Linked DNA regions of Mus musculus: regions 1, 2, 4, 5 and 6 are each linked to region 3. The links are chromatin contacts, called in public HiChIP or PLAC-seq and promoter capture Hi-C maps. All regions are on one chromosome and are shown on one strand. The core of a region is the stretch at or near the end of the contact, and the rest is flanking DNA. Distances in the headings are between cores, read along the strand shown.

Evidence for each region. Promoter capture Hi-C pulls out the DNA fragments that hold promoters and counts their contacts. HiChIP or PLAC-seq counts read pairs in DNA pulled down with a chosen protein or histone mark.
Region 1: a promoter capture Hi-C map of pre-B cells shows a contact between it and region 3, with 4 times the contacts expected there. The contact joins the promoter of Tmem38b here to the promoter of Nipsnap3b in region 3. A contact is called at or near these places in 7 of 39 promoter capture datasets (the 3T3-L1 cell line, the C10 cell line, hematopoietic stem and progenitor cells and 3 more), 1 of 484 Hi-C or Micro-C datasets (CD4 T cells), 3 of 115 datasets of contacts at active chromatin or transcription factors (bone marrow-derived macrophages, large pre-B cells and stem cell-derived neural progenitor cells) and 2 of 9 other capture datasets (adipose tissue and liver).
Region 2: a contact with region 3 is called in a promoter capture Hi-C map of liver, with 5 times the contacts expected there. The contact joins the promoter of Fktn here to the promoter of Nipsnap3b in region 3. A contact is called at or near these places in 17 of 39 promoter capture datasets (the 3T3-L1 cell line, the C10 cell line, the HPC-7 cell line and 11 more), 4 of 484 Hi-C or Micro-C datasets (CD4 T cells, CD8 T cells, cortical neurons and 1 more), 4 of 115 datasets of contacts at active chromatin or transcription factors (astrocytes, bone marrow-derived macrophages, forebrain and 1 more) and 2 of 9 other capture datasets (adipose tissue and liver).
Region 4: a promoter capture Hi-C map of liver shows a contact between it and region 3, with 5 times the contacts expected there. The contact joins the enhancer-like site here to the promoter of Nipsnap3b in region 3. A contact is called at or near these places in 12 of 39 promoter capture datasets (the 3T3-L1 cell line, 3T3-L1-derived adipocytes, the C10 cell line and 7 more), 25 of 484 Hi-C or Micro-C datasets (the 3T3-L1 cell line, the C2C12 cell line, the G1E-ER4 cell line and 17 more), 3 of 115 datasets of contacts at active chromatin or transcription factors (astrocytes, embryonic forebrain and neural tube) and 1 of 9 other capture datasets (embryonic stem cells).
Region 5: a contact with region 3 is called in a promoter capture Hi-C map of hematopoietic stem and progenitor cells, with 6 times the contacts expected there. The contact joins the promoter of Fsd1l here to the promoter of Nipsnap3b in region 3. A contact is called at or near these places in 17 of 39 promoter capture datasets (the 3T3-L1 cell line, 3T3-L1-derived adipocytes, the C10 cell line and 12 more), 2 of 484 Hi-C or Micro-C datasets (bone marrow-derived macrophages and embryonic stem cells), 6 of 115 datasets of contacts at active chromatin or transcription factors (astrocytes, embryonic forebrain, embryonic hindbrain and 3 more) and 2 of 9 other capture datasets (embryonic stem cells and macrophages).
Region 6: a contact with region 3 is called in an H3K27ac HiChIP or PLAC-seq map of extraembryonic endoderm stem cells, with 6 times the contacts expected there. The contact joins the enhancer-like site here to the promoter of Nipsnap3b in region 3. A contact is called at or near these places in 16 of 39 promoter capture datasets (the 3T3-L1 cell line, 3T3-L1-derived adipocytes, the C10 cell line and 10 more), 1 of 15 datasets of contacts at CTCF or cohesin (pro-B cells), 1 of 484 Hi-C or Micro-C datasets (liver) and 2 of 115 datasets of contacts at active chromatin or transcription factors (embryonic stem cells and extraembryonic endoderm stem cells).

Annotation. Positions count from the first base shown.
Region 1 is chr4:53,824,719-53,827,418 of GRCm38.p6, reverse strand. Tmem38b (transmembrane protein 38B) reads right to left here and starts at 1,374. Exons shown (of 6, transcript NM_028053.2): 1 at 1,199-1,374. The coding sequence starts at 1,310.
Region 2 is chr4:53,712,809-53,715,508 of GRCm38.p6, reverse strand. Fktn (fukutin) reads right to left here and starts at 1,355. Exons shown (of 10, transcript NM_139309.5): 1 at 1,314-1,355.
Region 3 is chr4:53,010,585-53,013,284 of GRCm38.p6, reverse strand. It overlaps Nipsnap3b (nipsnap homolog 3B), which reads right to left and starts at 1,405. Exons shown (of 6, transcript NM_025623.3): 1 at 1,238-1,405. The coding sequence starts at 1,297.
Region 4 is chr4:53,594,299-53,596,998 of GRCm38.p6, reverse strand. It overlaps a transcript of Slc44a1 not described here. Among named protein-coding and RNA genes, the nearest start is that of Fsd1l, 36 kb to the left of the region's middle. Within about 2 kb of position 1,323, at least 36 of the 459 cell types and tissues checked have an H3K27ac peak or open chromatin away from gene starts, as enhancers often do. A contact at or near this core is called in bone marrow-derived macrophages, brain, cerebral cortex and 1 more, where this site is marked.
Region 5 is chr4:53,630,096-53,632,795 of GRCm38.p6, reverse strand. It overlaps Fsd1l (fibronectin type III and SPRY domain containing 1-like), which reads right to left and starts at 1,325. Exons shown (of 13, transcript NM_001195284.1): 1 at 1,184-1,325. The coding sequence starts at 1,198.
Region 6 is chr4:52,472,870-52,475,569 of GRCm38.p6, reverse strand. Smc2 (structural maintenance of chromosomes 2) reads right to left here. Exons shown (of 25, transcript NM_001301412.1): 20 at 455-649. Among named protein-coding and RNA genes, the nearest start is that of Smc2, 35 kb to the right of the region's middle. Within about 2 kb of position 1,364, at least 8 of the 459 cell types and tissues checked have an H3K27ac peak or open chromatin away from gene starts, as enhancers often do. A contact at or near this core is called in extraembryonic endoderm stem cells, where this site is marked.

The DNA.
Region 1 (2,700 bases), core at 125-2,624, 810 kb before region 3:
TAAAAAAATAGCGAATATATTTATGTAGATCATACCTTTAAAAATATTTTTAAAATTTCTTGGCCTGGGGCTCTACTCAGTGGGTGGGTACTTCAGTAGCTTCTATCTCCAGTAACAAGGAAGGACCTAGAGTTGGTGTTTATATTTAGCATTTGGAAACGTTAACAGTTTTTAAAGCAGTTACATATGGATTTTAAAATAATGCATTAAATGTAAATAATGTGTTCTTTACTAAAATAACTATTCTCAAAATCAAAAAAGTATTTCGTGAGAAAAGGCACATTGCTATCTAATTAGGCAAATCTCCTTAATGTCTAGCCTCAAACAGAAATGCTTGGACTCATCAGCTGTTTCATTATCTCTTACAACACTGTTAAGTCACACGGCCATTGGGAAACTTCGCTGTACACTCATAAAGGCAAGAACGGATAAATAACCTCTGAAGATACATTATGAAAATAATGAACTTTACAGTGTGTGACAGGGAAGAACCTGGGAAGTGAGCCACACTTTGAAAACGTCTGATTTAGTCAATACAAGATACTATCGGATTCTAGATATGGAGCAGTAACGAAACTGTAGTTCTCTTTAATCAGAGAAACAGTCTCCCACGAGGATGACCTGTTCCTCCACGAGTTAGACACAGAAAACTCTCAAAAACGTATGAGGCAAGGATTTAAAGAATTAGTGGTCCAGAAAAGGTAAGACAACCCTTAAACTTTCACCCTTCACCTCCCGGACAAGGAAGGCAGAGAAATGCCTGAACTCAAAGACAGACTCAGAAAAATAATGGGAAAATGGGGAACTTTAAAAGGAAACCCACTACATTCAATGTCAAAGACAGGAGTACAAACACTGCTTTTTGGTCACATGGTTCATGGAACTCAACGTTGTGAAAATCCCATCCCATCCCACATGTTTCACAGAGGGCTGAACTACATGCCAAGCGACTGTTACCCGGACCGTGCCTCCAGTGGCTGACTGAGAAACCGCAAAGCCACCCCCTCTCCTGGTTCAACACGCTAGCAAGGTGCTAGGTCCCACCTGAGACGTCCCGCTCAGGGGTCTACATGACCTTCCTCAGCCTACGTCTGAGTCCCGTGCTCGGTACTGAGGGGTGGGCCGCAGGGCATCCCGGCGTCCCTGCCTCCCGCAGTGAGGACGCGGAACCGGGAGCGCGTCGGGCCCCTTCACTCACCTGGCCGCTGCTTCAGCGCCATCACCGACACCAGGTAGTGGGCGATATCAAAAAAGGGAAACATGGACGTGCGGGAAAAGGCCAGAGTCAGATCATCCCACGGGTACTCCATGACGACTACCGACGCCGCCGGCCCCAGCAGCCGCGGCAGCCGGTTCCCCTCCGGCGGAGGGGGTGGGGGAGGGGACGGCCGCGCCAGCTTCAGCCCTGCGCGTGCGCCCTGGAGCCTAGGGGGGCGGGGTCCGGAACGGGGGCGGGGCCGGAGCCGGAACGAGGGGCGGGGCCCTGGCCCTGGTTCTCCTAAAAAAGGTATGACATTTTCTCAGTGTTGCAGTCAGTGCCAGCTGACCCAAGGGGCAACGGGCAACGCTCAAAGTCAGATTCTATGTAAACGGATGCCATTCCTCTTTTTCTGAACAGCCACGATGTAACTCATTTATTACTTAGTGAAGATATGAAAGATAATAAAACGGTAATGTTTTATCCATATCCCCATGAAACTTGAATTTTCCCAGAGGGAAAAAAAAATTTTAAGGACTCACGGAATTTCACAAAGCATAAAAAGTATGGATGCCACGCCAAAGCAGATGGTTAGAGAAGACCATTGCAGGGAAATGCACACGGTATTAAAAGCAAGTCTGTAAATATTAGAAGTTATTTTGGCTAGACTACAACCTGAAAAATGAAGTTGTAAAAGAAATAAAAGTCTTTCGCAGTGAAACCAGGTGGTTTAAGCTCTTGATCAGTCGCTACATTGTCCTCAGTCTTGTTTATCAAAAGCATGTGCTGAATTGGTAGTTGGGGTGAAGAAGATGGGCAGGTCTCTGAAGTTGCAATCCAGCACCAAAGATTCATGAGAAGAGACTAGGGAAATCAGAAATGCATTCACTAATCCAAGACAAAAGGTAGTAGTAGTAGATGCAGGTCTTAAGGACAAAGCCACAGATAGAGAAAGACTGCCAAGCAGACTAAAGTGGATACAAACACCACCTGTAATGACAGCAAAAGGAGCCAGGTTTTGAAAAACAAGAAAAGGAGCTATCTGCTGAAATTGGTTGCAAAAAGAACTAAAAGTAAAGGGAAAAAGTGAGACTGGATTTTAAGAAAAAAAAGGTAAATTTGGCACATTTTTATTTGACATGTCAACAGATCATGTTGTTACTTGGCATGGGTACACACAAGCTATTGAGGGAGCAGGTAGGTGACTGTTATATTGCTGCAAAGGGCAATCGCCTTTTCCTCCTGAGGTTAGCCTCGGTATTAACTCACTTAGCAAATGTTATTTACACCCGTGCTTTGTACCGAGCATTTTACTGGCTGCCAGAGGCACCACTGTCCTAAACACCAGGTTTCAAATGTAAGAAAGTGGTAGCAACATTCTTCATTTCATAACTTGTCAAGAAACAATAGCCTTGATTAAATACTTTTTGATCTGCTTTTCTAAGCAAACACTTTTTACAGGGAAACATTTCTTTTTAGCTTCTGGCACACTTTGTTTATTA
Region 2 (2,700 bases), core at 106-2,605, 700 kb before region 3:
CTCCTGCTCCAGGTTGCTGCCCTCAGTGCTTTGGATGATAAACTGTAATCTAAAACTTAGCAAACCAAACCCTTTCTTCCCCAGTCACTTTTGGTCATGGTATTTCACCACTGTAGTATTAGCTCTAACTAAGACAGTGAGTAAAGCCTTTCCCTCAAGAGGCAAGTGACTAACTGCTTGGTTGAGAGCATTTACCCAAGGCTGGTCTGTCGATCATTATGCAGCTCTGTTTCCTAGTGCTTTTTTTTTTTTTTGTCTTGGCCTCCAAAGTGCTGGTATTACAGGTGTGTGTTACCATGGTTGGCTCACAGGCTGACTTTTACTTAATGGAAATCTTCAAACTAGAAAGACTGGAATATCATTCTTTATAGCCGAGAAAGCTTGAGACATACAAGAAAGCGGCTTGCCTTGTACTACCTGAGAAATTGGCGATCGTGATGAAATCTGAATTCAGTTCTCTGGACGACTTTTATCTAAAGCTTTTAACTACCCGGCCCCATTTTTATCAAATCTTTCCCGATATTCCCCAACTGATAATGTAAACGGAAGACAGGAACGTTCCTACATGCAGTTATCTCGCATCGCTAACCGCGCCCACCTTATCATTATTATTGTTACTTATTATTATTACCATCGTCATCATACTATTAAGCATAGTGAGCACTCCTTCAAACGAACTAAGAATGACTACTGAGGAGTCTAAGAAGAGAGGAAAGCGACTGGTAAGCCAACCACCACCTCTCTTCGAAGCAGTTGCAGCAGGCTGCTTGCTGTACACAGAACTTGGCTTTGGCGCAGCATCAAAGTCCTTCTCAGGTGGAACCCTCCCTGGGCGGCTGCCCTGCCAACCCCCTTCCTTTCCCTGTAAGTTCATGCCACGGCGTCGGATGCACTCAGAGCAGCAGCAGGCTGCATCAGTTCCTCCCCGGCGGAGCCACCTTGGCATGCATTGGTCCTCACACCTGATCGGTCTCCCCGCATCGTCCGCTCTCGCCAACCAGCTCAAGCGTCACTGTCCCAGCCCGGCCTCTTAAGCGTCTCCATGAACCTCCAAAATCGAACCCTCGCGGGTCAGGACGATCAACGGACAGCATGGGCGTGTGGGAACGATCTGTCGCCGGGACAGCGGGGACGGCGGCAGCAAGCTCGTGCACGGACTGCGGCCGACCTCGGACTCCTCCCCGCCGCCGTAGGGAGGGTACCCCAAAGGTGGACGACCGCTACTCAGGGTATACCAGTAGACCAGCGACAGTGCCTGAAGGAACCCGCCCACGCCCAGGCTCGGCTACCCGGCCCCGGTGCCCTCATCTTACCTAACTCTAGAGCTGCGGCGGAGGCCTCGCTTTACGGCAACTGTCGCAAAGAAGCGGTCAAGCGCGCAGCGGCGTACGCTGGCTGTTGCTTTGTTCTCCGAGCGCTCCTATTAGTGTGGCCTATTTGGCCATCAGAAATCTGCAATCAGCCGTCCCTCCGGCAGTGCCCTGAGGCTGCCTGGAGTTTAGAGAAAAAACAGAACTGTCCCCCGTAGTGTACGGCTCATCAGACAGAGCGCAGAAAGTGCAAACCTAGGGTGGATAACGATTCTTTTTCTCCCTCCCTCCCTCCCTCCCTCCCTCCTCCCCCTTCTCCTCTCTCTACATTCTGCTATTGGGGACAGAATGGGGAAGAGCACTATGTAGTGATGCAAGTACTCATGAAGTTGAGGTGCCTACTTGACATCCAGGTCTAGAAGATGCGATCTTCCAGTTTGGGGCTTGAAAGAAATATAGATGCTTCTGGGCCTGGCACCTAGCATCTTTGCTTTTAGCAGAGCCATTTAAAGAGTTATTGGCAAGGAGCAGATGTGGATTTTGATAGGAATTTTTGAAAATTAAAAAGCACTAAAGAAATTATTGTAATTTTACGTTCTTTCTACGAAAATTACTAACGGCGTATAGAAAAAAATGAAATAATTTACCTACGCACCCCGTTCTATATCATTTAGCTCAGACTGGCCTTAAATTCTACTCAGCCAATATGGTGTTCAACTGATCCTACACATCTTCCACATCTCAAGTGCTGAGATAACAAGTGTGCATCGCCATGCTTGTCTTAAAACAGAATTTTTCAAAAAGTTGTGATGGAATGTGGCTGTATCAAAAATTTCTATTGTCTGACATGCCTACAATTCAAGTATTTGGGGGGCCAAGGCAAGAGGATCTAGAGTGAGCTCTTGTCTTTAAACACATGCAAACGCACATGCACGCACGCACACACACATGCACACATGCACACAATATAATTGATGCCTATTGGAGTACTAAGAGGTGATATTTTAAAAGATATTAGGAATGCTTATTATGCTCAACTATGTCTGGAAATTATAAGGAGGAAAAAAAAAAACTTCCCGGGTTTTAGAAGTGAATAGATTTCAAGTGCATAGTAAATATTATCCTGCATAAACCTTGCAGGAGGCAGAGGACTAGCCAGCTTTCTAGCCAGTTTTCTGATTTGAGCTAAGTTTAAGTTTAGATCTCACTGTTTTCCCTATATAAGCACAGTCATAATGTGCCATCTACATTATCAAGTTTCTGTTTCTATAAAGTGGACTGGGATTTAGAGGAAGGGATTTAGCACCCTTCAAAGAAAATTGACAATCCTTTTGGTTATCCTAGATTTAACTTGTCAGCAATTTTTTTTGAAACTTACTTCTAAATTTTC
Region 3 (2,700 bases), core at 156-2,655:
CAAACACAGAAAAATAATCTAAACTTGTAAAAACTTACCAGATCAAAAAGGAAACATGGCAGACTTATAACAATCTTTTAGAATGATTCGAGGAATTTGTATTGATAGAACAGAAATAAATTATTGATCAAAGATACTTTTACTATAATCTTTCACACAGAAAATATGCATTAAAGAAATCTGTATTGAAAGGTGTTTGTTAAGGGGTGAGGTAATTTTCTGTTGCAGGGCTGGGACAAACAGTGCCAGGGTAGAAATCTGCTTGCTCCTATCTCCAAATTAGAGCTTTTTGTCAACCATACTAGGAAGACAGAGAGGACAGCGGCCATATGAATACTATGCTCTTTAGTGTTCGACACAAAGTCTGTCTCTAGACAGCTCTTAATGCTCTTCCTAAACAAAGTAAGTCAAGAACTTCGGTGTTCAAGTCACAAATAGCCCTGGGTCAACAGCTGAGGCTGGTAGGTGTCCTCCTTTTTATGAAAGTCCCATCTCAGGCACAACCAGTTTCAGCAGGCTCCAAAGCCATGCTCCCCTTAAGATCTCCAGACCCTGAGTTGCAGGGCGGGATGCTCCCAGGTTTACCCTGAACTCCATAAAGCCTGGCTTTTGAACCAGGCAGGAACTGTAAACCCTCAATGAGTGGCAGTCACGATGGTGATGACTGCAAGAACACAATGCTCAGGGCTTCGGGGACACCCGGTGTCAAGGAAAGGTCTCTGTCCATTGTCCAGGGAGGCAACCTGACAAGTGGGTTCACCCTGGACTCACGAAATATTGGGTACCGATTGAACCGGGCATTGGCTGGACCGACCAGGGGTCTACTCACGCTCCAGACCCCACCCACTTCACAGTGTTGCTGGTTCCTGCCCCACAAACCCACCTACCTCCGAAGGACAACTCTCACTGCAGACCCCGCCCACCTCCCGGCACTGCCCCTTAGAGCAAGGCCCCGCCCACCCCCGGCCTCCACTAGGCAGGCTCCGCCCAGTTCCCAGAATACGGCCCGTTCTCCGCACTGCAGACCCGCCCACCTCGCAGCGTCGTCATCACGCGCACCACGAACCCCGCCCACCTCCCAAGGCTGCTCGTGCCCGACACACGCCCCGCCCACCTCCCTAGGCTAAGCTCGCTCTCCCCACAGACCGCACCCACCTCCCTGATCCCCGTTTCTACACCACCTAAGGACAGTTCCACCTCCCTGCGCGGGATTCTCGCACGCCCCCGCGGCCCCTACCTGAGGCGTCAGAACCCGCGGGGCCAGCGCTGTCCTTAGGCCGCTTCGGAGCGCGAGCATGGTGCGGTCCTGAGCGCGCAGGAAGACCGCCGCCGGGCGCTCGGATACGCGCTCTCCTCGCTTCCTGGTGCGCGGGCCAACTTCGATTGGGTCCCTGCTGGACTGGGCGTGGCTCGGCGGCGTGGCTCCGCCCTTCCCCGCAGGCGCAAGAGGCTCAGAGGGTGCGGACACAAAGCAGTCCGCGGTTCTGTTCCCCATCCCGGGGCATTACCTCTTCTGTATGGTTCTAACACTCCAGAATGTAGGGCGTGGCGTGGATGCTTCTTGGGGTGGGGTGAACTTGTAGCAACCATCAGCGAGCCTTCTCCTGTATCACAGAGTATTCTGCATCCCCATTGCAACTCCAAACCCCATCCCCAGCATGGCCTGGGAGTCTCCGAACAAAGATGGGATAATTTTCCTGGAACCCAGAAGAGTGGGTCCGAGGGCCTGAGAGTCACAGGTGAAGATTGAAATAATTTTGTGTGATGCGAAAGCTGACCTCTGACGGCCTCTGATTTTTGGCCCTCAGAAAAACTTCAATTACAATTTATATTTTTCTAGCGCGTGTTTGTGTTCTCTGTGAAGCATATTCTAGGTTTCATGACTTTCCAACTAAGATTTAGAAACCATTTTTAAATACACTGCTTTCATTGGGTCCACTGTTCACAAACATTAAATAGCTAAATAATCGCAATGATTTCCCTGAAAATCGCCTCTTGGCCAATTTACTAATGTACACTAAGCTATATTATTTACTGGTCATCAGAGATTAAAACCGTTTTAGCGTCATAAACTTGGAAATCCTGTTAGCCTTTAAACTCCTAACGATTTTATGCTTAGCAAATACACATAGCTCTAAAAACAAGTTACACTGAACAAATATCATCAAACTATAGAGGTAAGTTATTGAAAAACAGGCGTGCTTCTTTAGGTATTAAATGGCAATTTAAGGTGTACGTAAGACATTCCAAGCGGTGGTGAACATGAAAGGGATTTTTGATGTATTTGCAACAACTTAACTAGAATATGACATCTATGCCTTTTATTAACTAAATCGTCACAAGTCCTGATAGTATTGTCCTTTGTTCCGTCCTTTTATGAACAATGAAGGTAAGATACAGCTTTTAGCATCCAAGTAGCCAGAAGCTTTGGGTGCAGTCAGTAGACTGCTTTGGAGTATGCACACACCTCTGGTCTACAGGGTAAGGTCTCAGAGAAACCTGGGACCAACGGCTAACAGGGCTGTCTTAACATTAAAAACACACACTGGCCTGGCTCCTTAGCACTTCTCATCCCAAATCCTTTAAACCACCCCAGCCCCGAGCTTCACTGCCCTCCCCCCACCTCCCCTTTCCTATAGAACCTCAGCTATCTTGGCTAGATGCTATCTTGTTTGGTTCTCCTCTTGGCTTCTCTCTTTG
Region 4 (2,700 bases), core at 74-2,573, 580 kb before region 3:
TTTCATGCCCAGTCGGAGGCCAGTCTTTTGCAAATAACACAAGTTACGAATGTTCTTGACTTGTATTCAATCAACGGTTTCAACTTCCTTTCTCTTCCCGGAGTCTAATATAAAGTAAAGTAGGCCATTTGATCCCTTTCCTCTCTTACACAACCCTGGCTTCCTGCAGAACACCCTGACTCTGGGGCTATGGATGGGGAGCGCTCTACAGACCATGTATTTGTTCTAAATGATGGTAGGCAAAAGAGCCCTCCGGTCAGTGTCTGAATGGCTGAAGGAGGGACCCCTAGGCAGCTACTGCTAGGGGACAGCAATAAGTACAGGGGTAAGGGTCCAGGCAGTGGGCCCAGGTCTCCAGCAACATACTGCCATCCAAGAGGACTTCCAAGAAGGCAGGAATTACTAAACTAATTGTTATTAATAATTAACTCATCTCTGCGTGTAGTACACTTAGACTTCCAAGCAAACAAGAAGCCTTCTGGAACATACAGGGTGTTCAAATGTTCTAAATAGCAGCTTGGGACAGTGGACTTATCCGAAGGCTCTCTTTCCTGATGCCTGTATTTCCTGAGGAAGGTATAATCCTCCTTCTGACCCCATAAAGCTTATTAAACTTTGAACATACCTTAAAATCCTTCAAGGACAGATAAATTGGGGCTTTCTTTATTCCAGGCCTGTTGTTAGCCACACCGCTCTCTGTCTAGCCGCTCCCTCGGACAGGAGTTTCTATTATTATTGTTGTTCAGAATCGGCACTCTCTCCAGGCCGGCATGCTTCCCGCCTCGCGCCTTTATACTAACACTGGAGTTCCGTGCCTGCCTTTTCTTTTGTGTCTTGTAGTCTTTTGTTTCCTGGCTCTATTTTCATCGCCAGGTTCACTGCCAAAATGCGTTCAGTCACACTCTGCCAATATGTTGGCATTTGCAAGAAATTTGGGGGTCGATAACTTGAACAGAAGAGGTGCTATGATGGGGTGTTACTCAAAATGTGATCTCTTTAAGTCAAAGATTAACTTTGAACTAGCTCTGTCACTAATGTAGTGTAGTCTGTACATTAGCTCATGTAGGCTTAGCTAATGAGCAGGAAGCCACCCTGTTAGGCAATATCTGCCAATAAAAAGGTCACGCTTGGGAAGGAGAAGCAGAGAGACCCTCTCCCGATTTGGGGCTGGGCCAGTCAGACATAAGCTGCTTATCTGTGTAGACGGAACAGCCTGGCCCATAGGGCAGGAAACCCTAGCTTTGGGGAATTACACTAGAGCCATGGCCCAGGTTGGGTAAATACTGACAGTCTGGAGTCCTCTTGGGTGTGTAGTGGGGCTGGTTAATGACTGTCAGACTCCATTCCAGAAAGACCTTCAAACGTTTACAGAGAGACTGGGACAGAGCATCTGCCCTAGAGGAGCGTTATTACTTAATCCATCTGTTCTAAAAGTACGCCTATCAGGACAGCGGTGGGGGGGGGGCAGGGGGAGCAGCATGAACTATGTGATAGTAACACTGTTGCAGGCCCCAGTGTGCGCTGACTGGCCTTCTGAAGACTCATTGTATCAAGGGAGGGGAGAAGAAGGGAGACCTGATAGCCAAGCTCAGCTAGCTTCTCACACTTGGCATTTCATCACCCTTCCGCACTGAATCCTCAGAGCATCACTGGATCCCTGGTGCCCGATAAAGAGGGGAGTGACTTGCCCAAGTGACAGGGTTGGCCGGATCCAAGTTCAAGTTTGTTAGATTCCTATGATGCTGCTGCCCAGCCATGACAAGGGAAAGATACATAAGATATTGCTGAAGACCATGCAGGATGGGAAGGAGGAGAGAAAATGGAACAGCTTGTTCATCCTCCTGAAAGGAGGTCTTGATTGTATACATGGAGCAAGTCACCCTGTTGTGCAAACATGCCTCTCACCAATTAGTATTTAAACATACAAACAACAAACAATACATCTAATTACCCCAAAGCAAGAGACTTGCTAAATGGACTGGTAATTTTCATGTTGAATCTATGTGAAATTCTCAACAACCAAGTATCAAATACAATCTTACCCAGTTCAGCTGGATTCAGCTGCTGTCATGAAGGATGACCTGTTGCCACCACCACACACATTTCCACCCCTAAAAATTCAAAGGACTCCTTTTTGTTTTTCCTTATCTCATTTGGAATCTTTAATAAGAAATAAAGATTGACTTGATATTTCCCTAAAACAAAGTCTGGGAATGAATCCTTTGGTTAAAAAGTTGAGTGCATTTTTTTTAGTGGAAAACCAAAGGTTGGTAATATTCCCAAGGAGCACAGAAAGAATAGGAATAGCTAATGTAAAAAACAAAACAACAAACAAACAAACAACAACAACCCCCACCCCCTACAAAACCAGGGAAGGTAATTGAATGAACTAGCCGAGCCTAAGGCAATAGAAGGATACCACCCAAGTATGAACGAATTGAGGCCATTCCCAAGCTAGTAAATAGTGAAAGCAGATCTGAATTCTAGCTTTCTCAGATACACGGGGACAGTTGAGTTGCAATTTGGTTGGCTGAATTTGTCCATTTATCCCTCTCTACCAGCAGGTGTCACCAGACAAAAGCACATTTGCAAAAGGATGGCCTGAAAACCCAGCTCTGGCTGCAATTCCAGCCTCATTCTAAGGTCACATTGAGTGTGGAGGCTTCAGCTGAACAGCCAGCATGGATGCCCAGAGTTCTC
Region 5 (2,700 bases), core at 76-2,575, 620 kb before region 3:
AAACACACTGCACCCTGAAACTCATCTTTCCGGATTCTCCAGGCACTTGCTCTTCTTCCTTTTGACCTTTGCTAATGCCCACTTAAATATCACATGATGCCTTTCCTCTAATAAGTCATGCAATGTTTTATCAGCCTAACAGAGAATCCTTTAAATTTATACACACTCAAAATACACATTCTTAGACATACTAGTAATCTCTTTAAAAGATACTATAGTATAGTTGTGGAAATAATAATTGGATATACCCAAATGAATGGGTCTCAAGGCAAGCTCAGAAAGATGAATCCAGGTAAGAATTGCAGTTTTTCTCTAACTCTTTCTGGCACTTTCTATGCAATAATAAAAAAAGAATGGCCTCTTAGAAATGCCCTTGTTTTCCCTGATGTATTATTAATAACACTTGTGTTTTTCTTTCCTATACCGCAATGTATTGCAATTACACTATAACATAACAAAGATAGCAAGGTGGCTTACTTTTTTAATACAGGAATTACTACTGAATATTAAAAATTCAGTTGCAATTGTATTCAGTGCACTATTTGCTTAATTAAAAAAGGCTATTGTGTAACTCTTTCCTTAAACTTGTTCTCAAAGTACTAAACATTCCGAAACAAGACTACTGGCCAGCCTCACCAACTGAAGGACGAGGGTGGGGCAGCGGCCCTGACAACTGCCTTTTTCCTCAATTAGGCAAACACTGAGATCTGCTTATAAATAAACCACTAGCAAGGCAGTGGGCAGATGTACAAAGGAGATTCAGTCCCCGGACCTACAGCGCAGAGACCATGCTGAAGACACGGTGGAAGAAAAGAGACACCAGCTTCCGCGCGGGCGGGGATCCCCCCACGCGAGGCCGAGCCTTGGTCCTCACTCCAACCGAGGAGGGACCCACCCTCGGAGCACGCCGCGGGCAGCGGGAAGAAAGGGGCCTAGCGCCCGCAGAGGGCGGCAGAGACCCGGGTGCGGCTCGCGGTTTCCTCCCCGCAGTGCCTTCCCGGAGCCAAGAGCAGGACAGAGGTCGTCCGGGGTCCCGGGCGCGGCCATCGCTCCCTGCGGGCTCTCAGGTCCCGTCGGGTCGGGTCGGGTCGGGTCGGGTGGGTCCCAGGCCCGGCCTCGTCCTCCGCGCCCAGCCCCGCGCGCCCCGCCCACCCTCTCGGCCCCGCGCTGCGCCCCCGCTTACTTTCTGCGAGTCCATGGCTAGGGACTAAGCCCTCCGGGCCGAACTTGTCACCGGAGCTGAGTGAGAAGCTGGAGGAGCCTTAGAGACCCGCTACCTCTGCCGCCGTCAGCCTTGTCCCGTCCCGCAGAGATCCCGCCCGTCCGCGCCCAACCCGCGCGCGCGCCGCTACCGAGCCGCGGTTGCCAGGGTGAAAGGGCGGCCCGCGGGAGGGTGGGGTGCGAGCGCGCCACGCATGCGCATGCGTGCGCCGACACCCGCACCGGCGGAGAGGATGGAGCGCTGCCTGGCCGCCTGCGTCTTCCTTCTGCAACTGCTTCTTTCTTTGCATCCTTTTTCCTGTGCCATCGCTGCGGGCCTTGCAATGAACCATTGGGCACCCAGCAGCCAGGTCGTGCGGAGAGCCTGGGAGCTAGCTCAGCCCGGGACGCATCCTTCACCTGCAGCGTCTCTCCACTTAGCCTTGGTAGGCCAGGCCCAGTGATCCAGCTGGAATAAACACGCTAGGATGGAGAGGCCGCGGAAACATGTGGAAGGGTCTTCAGGGAGCGTGGTGGAAACCTTAAAGGGCTCTGGGACAAGGGGTAGAAAGAAGTTACAGATACGTGGGTATGGGACCACATGGGCTTTGTTGCCTGGTCAACCTTGCCCTACTAGTATCTTGCTACCTTGTAAGCAAGTCTTTTTCCGTGACCTGTGTCATCAATGAAATAGAATGAATGCAGACCTCGCAGAGGACAGCTTAAATCCTGTGTTTGAACTCCCCAGAGCATGGAGTAAATGAGAGTGGGACAGCACATTAGAATCTGCTCAGGACGGGTGGAGCTGGCAGTGCAGACCAGAAAGCTTGGGGAGAAGACTTGGAAAGGTTCTCCAGAAAGGCAGGCTTCATCTCCATTTAGGTGACTCAAGAAAAATTCTTCTGGGTGTTCACATCCTAATGGAATAAAAGGGAAACGAGTATGAATGAGCCTTACGAACCGGTTCTGCCCTTCTACACAAATCCTCAGTGAAAAGGCCTGCTTCTCAAAGAGCTTACAATCTAAGGTGGGAAATGACAATACAAATCCATGAGGCTGTTAGAAGAAAAGTTTGTAAGAGAAATCAGGGAGGAGGAAGATAGATCAGTGGGCAGACATGAGTACCAGAGTCTGTATACCCAGAACCTGGTACCCACATAAAAGCCAAGTGACCACAGACACACACCAGCACACAGGTGCCCCCACTTGTGTGCCCACACATTGTAATACCCTCGACCAAAGCACACACATGAAAAAATTAACAAAGGAGGAAATTGCATGAGGTAAATGGAAGAAATAAAGTAAACAATTAAATTGCACAGAGTTAATAGACTCCGAAGAGGTGGGGTGCAATTTCCTGACATTACGCAGGAATGACCTGGGTAAGGGTTATATGAAAGGGGTTGAGGAAGAATATCTAGTTAGAAGGACAGTTAAGAATCAAGACCTTGGAGAGGCAGGAGCTGTTTTAGATGAATCATATTTACACTTCAATGTTTT
Region 6 (2,700 bases), core at 115-2,614, 540 kb after region 3:
CAAAGGAAGGTATTTTTAGTGCGATTAAAAGCTGGGATAATTTTGAAATAACTGCATTGCACAAAATCATATTGAATACCTGAAAAAGCAATGTCTTTTAAAATGAGACACACACATACATACATTTGTGAGTTCTTCAAATTCAACTTGTGATAGATAATGTATATTATTATTACTAATAATAAGTTTTATCAGTAAGTATGAATAATACCAATACCATTGGATACCATTAAATATTACAGAAATACATCTTATAGAGAGAAATAAATGTCTACAACTAAATTGAAAATGACTGTTAGTGACAGGCAGTTATCATAGCTGTAAATTCAAGTATACCTCAGGCTATACTTCTGCCATTTGCAGCAAGTTTCCTATTGAGCAGTTACTAGAATTGTTCAAGAGCTCAGAAACAAACCCCTGATTCTCCAGGTTGTAAAACTCAACATAACCATACCTTTGCAGCAGCATCATCCGCTTCCCGCTTATGTTTGCTTATGCTGTGGTCCAACTCCTTAATTTTAAGTTGAGACTCATTGTTTTGCAAATTGTGTTTCGCCACTTCTGCACATTTATCTTTAATTATGTTGTCCTGGGCTGTTATTATTTGCTTTTGCTTCATCAGCTCGTCTTGAGCTTTATTTACTGATTCCTAAAATCGCAACAAAAAGGAAAACTAATGACTATCAGTCAGGTAATAAGTAAGTACTCTAATCCTGCCCCAAGTCTGACTGACAGACTTTTGGAAAGCATATGACTACATGTAATGGCTGTCTAACACTTCACATTTTACACACAGTAAAGTGAGTCACATCACCACTAAAAGAATCAACATGACATTCGATCCACACTATAATCAAGACTTTTGACTACATGTAGTGTGGGGGGGATGAATGCCTGAGAGGAGGACTACAAACTCTGACCTGTTTTGTCTCTCAGTTTAAAAAGTAGAGTTCTGTAAAGTTAACTAACAAGAAGATAAACTGAGAGATCTCCAATGAACAAGAAGAAAAGCAAAAATAAGGACTCAAGATAAGATACGGTGGCCAAGGAAGTTTCCCTTTTACAAATGTAAGGTGATAAGAAGATGACCTCTGGCCAGGCAGTGGTGGTACATTCCTTTAATACCAGCACTTGGGAGGCAGAGGTGAAAGACTCCCGAAACGGGGGTGGGGAGGACCCTCACTCAAGTCCTGGGATGACTCGACGTGACGAGACACCCAAGAACTTTCGAGAGACCAATCTTGATGCAAACAGCAAGAGGTTTAATCGGGAAAGACCAGTGCACTGGGAACGACTTGTATCCCATGCAGGGGTAGAGGAGTCGACACCGAGCTCAAGGGGTAAGGGGCTTATAAAGGCAGAAACCGCAACACCTGGCATTGGGCGATAGCATTTGGCAAGCATAACGGGTTCAAGGAACAGTTGGAGTATTCTGTATAAACATTTCCTGAAACAATGGAGCAAGTTAAACTTCTACTTTGTGGTTAGTTAGTACAACCTGGAACAATGGGGTGCGTTAAACTTTTACTCCCTGCCATTAGTGAGGCCTATTGTGGACACAAGACTAGGGACTTACATAATTTTTCACTCTCTCTCAGGATCTTTCAGAGGCAGGTGGATTTCTGAGTTCGAAGCCAGCCTGGTCTACAGAGTGAGTTCCAGGACAGCCAGGACTACACAGGGAAACCCTGACTCAGAAAAAAAAAAAAAAAAAAAAAAGAATATGACCTCTGGTAACAGAATGTCACAGCATTTGAGTAGAGGGGGTCAAAAGAAAAATGAAGAGAGAACCCTCTTTTTGTTGAAACCAACAGACTTGGTGCAAGGAAAGATTTCTTACCCTGACTTTCAGGGCCACCGGCTCCACCTAAGAGCAGAGGCTACTTAACTTTCAGATGACTAATTACAGGTGTGGTTTCCTCTGCTCCCAACTCCCTCAAGCCCCTTTGCTTTATTCTGGGTGTTGAATGTGCCTATACAGTAGTAAAGATAAGATTTACACACTCACAGGACAAAGTTTACACGAGACAAAAGGAGAAAAATCCTAGCTCATCTTACACTTACATTAGGGGGGAAGAAAAGTAAGCCAAAGCCAAGTACAATAATCTACCAAACGACTCTTAAGAAATGACTTCCTTAAGTAAGCATTAATAATAATTTAGATGGGGGAGGAGCATATTTGGGAAATAACATAATTCCAAGCAGCAATGTTCCACACCTAGGATTGTTACATGTGCTCAGAGTGAATTTAAATGCTTTATAATGCCTAGCTGTGTTCATTAATGGTCTGTGCAAGGGAAAAAAAAAAATCAAGACTCACCTTAAAATCTAAAGATATTTTAGCTTTTAAAACCCTTTGGAAAAAAATGAAAGAGTAAAACTGATCCATTTAAGGGGCGCTTCTCCAGTTTTATCAACTCTAAGTACATTCGACAGAGGCACGGCTATGAAGATCATGCTGAGACTGAAAAGGAGCGCTGCAGATGTAGCTGCCAGTGTTTTCTGCACTGGGAGAAAATACACATGAGCCCTATCACTTCAGACGGAGCAGAAATGGACTTGTAATCTTGTTTGTCTCAAGCCAATTAGTTAGTAGGAAGTTAATTTCCTTCCTTAGCTCCCAGAGAGTGTGCTTATCTGCTCTATCAGCAAAAGGAAATAATTTGTAAGGTAAAGCTTGACTGAACAACCTTTAAAAAC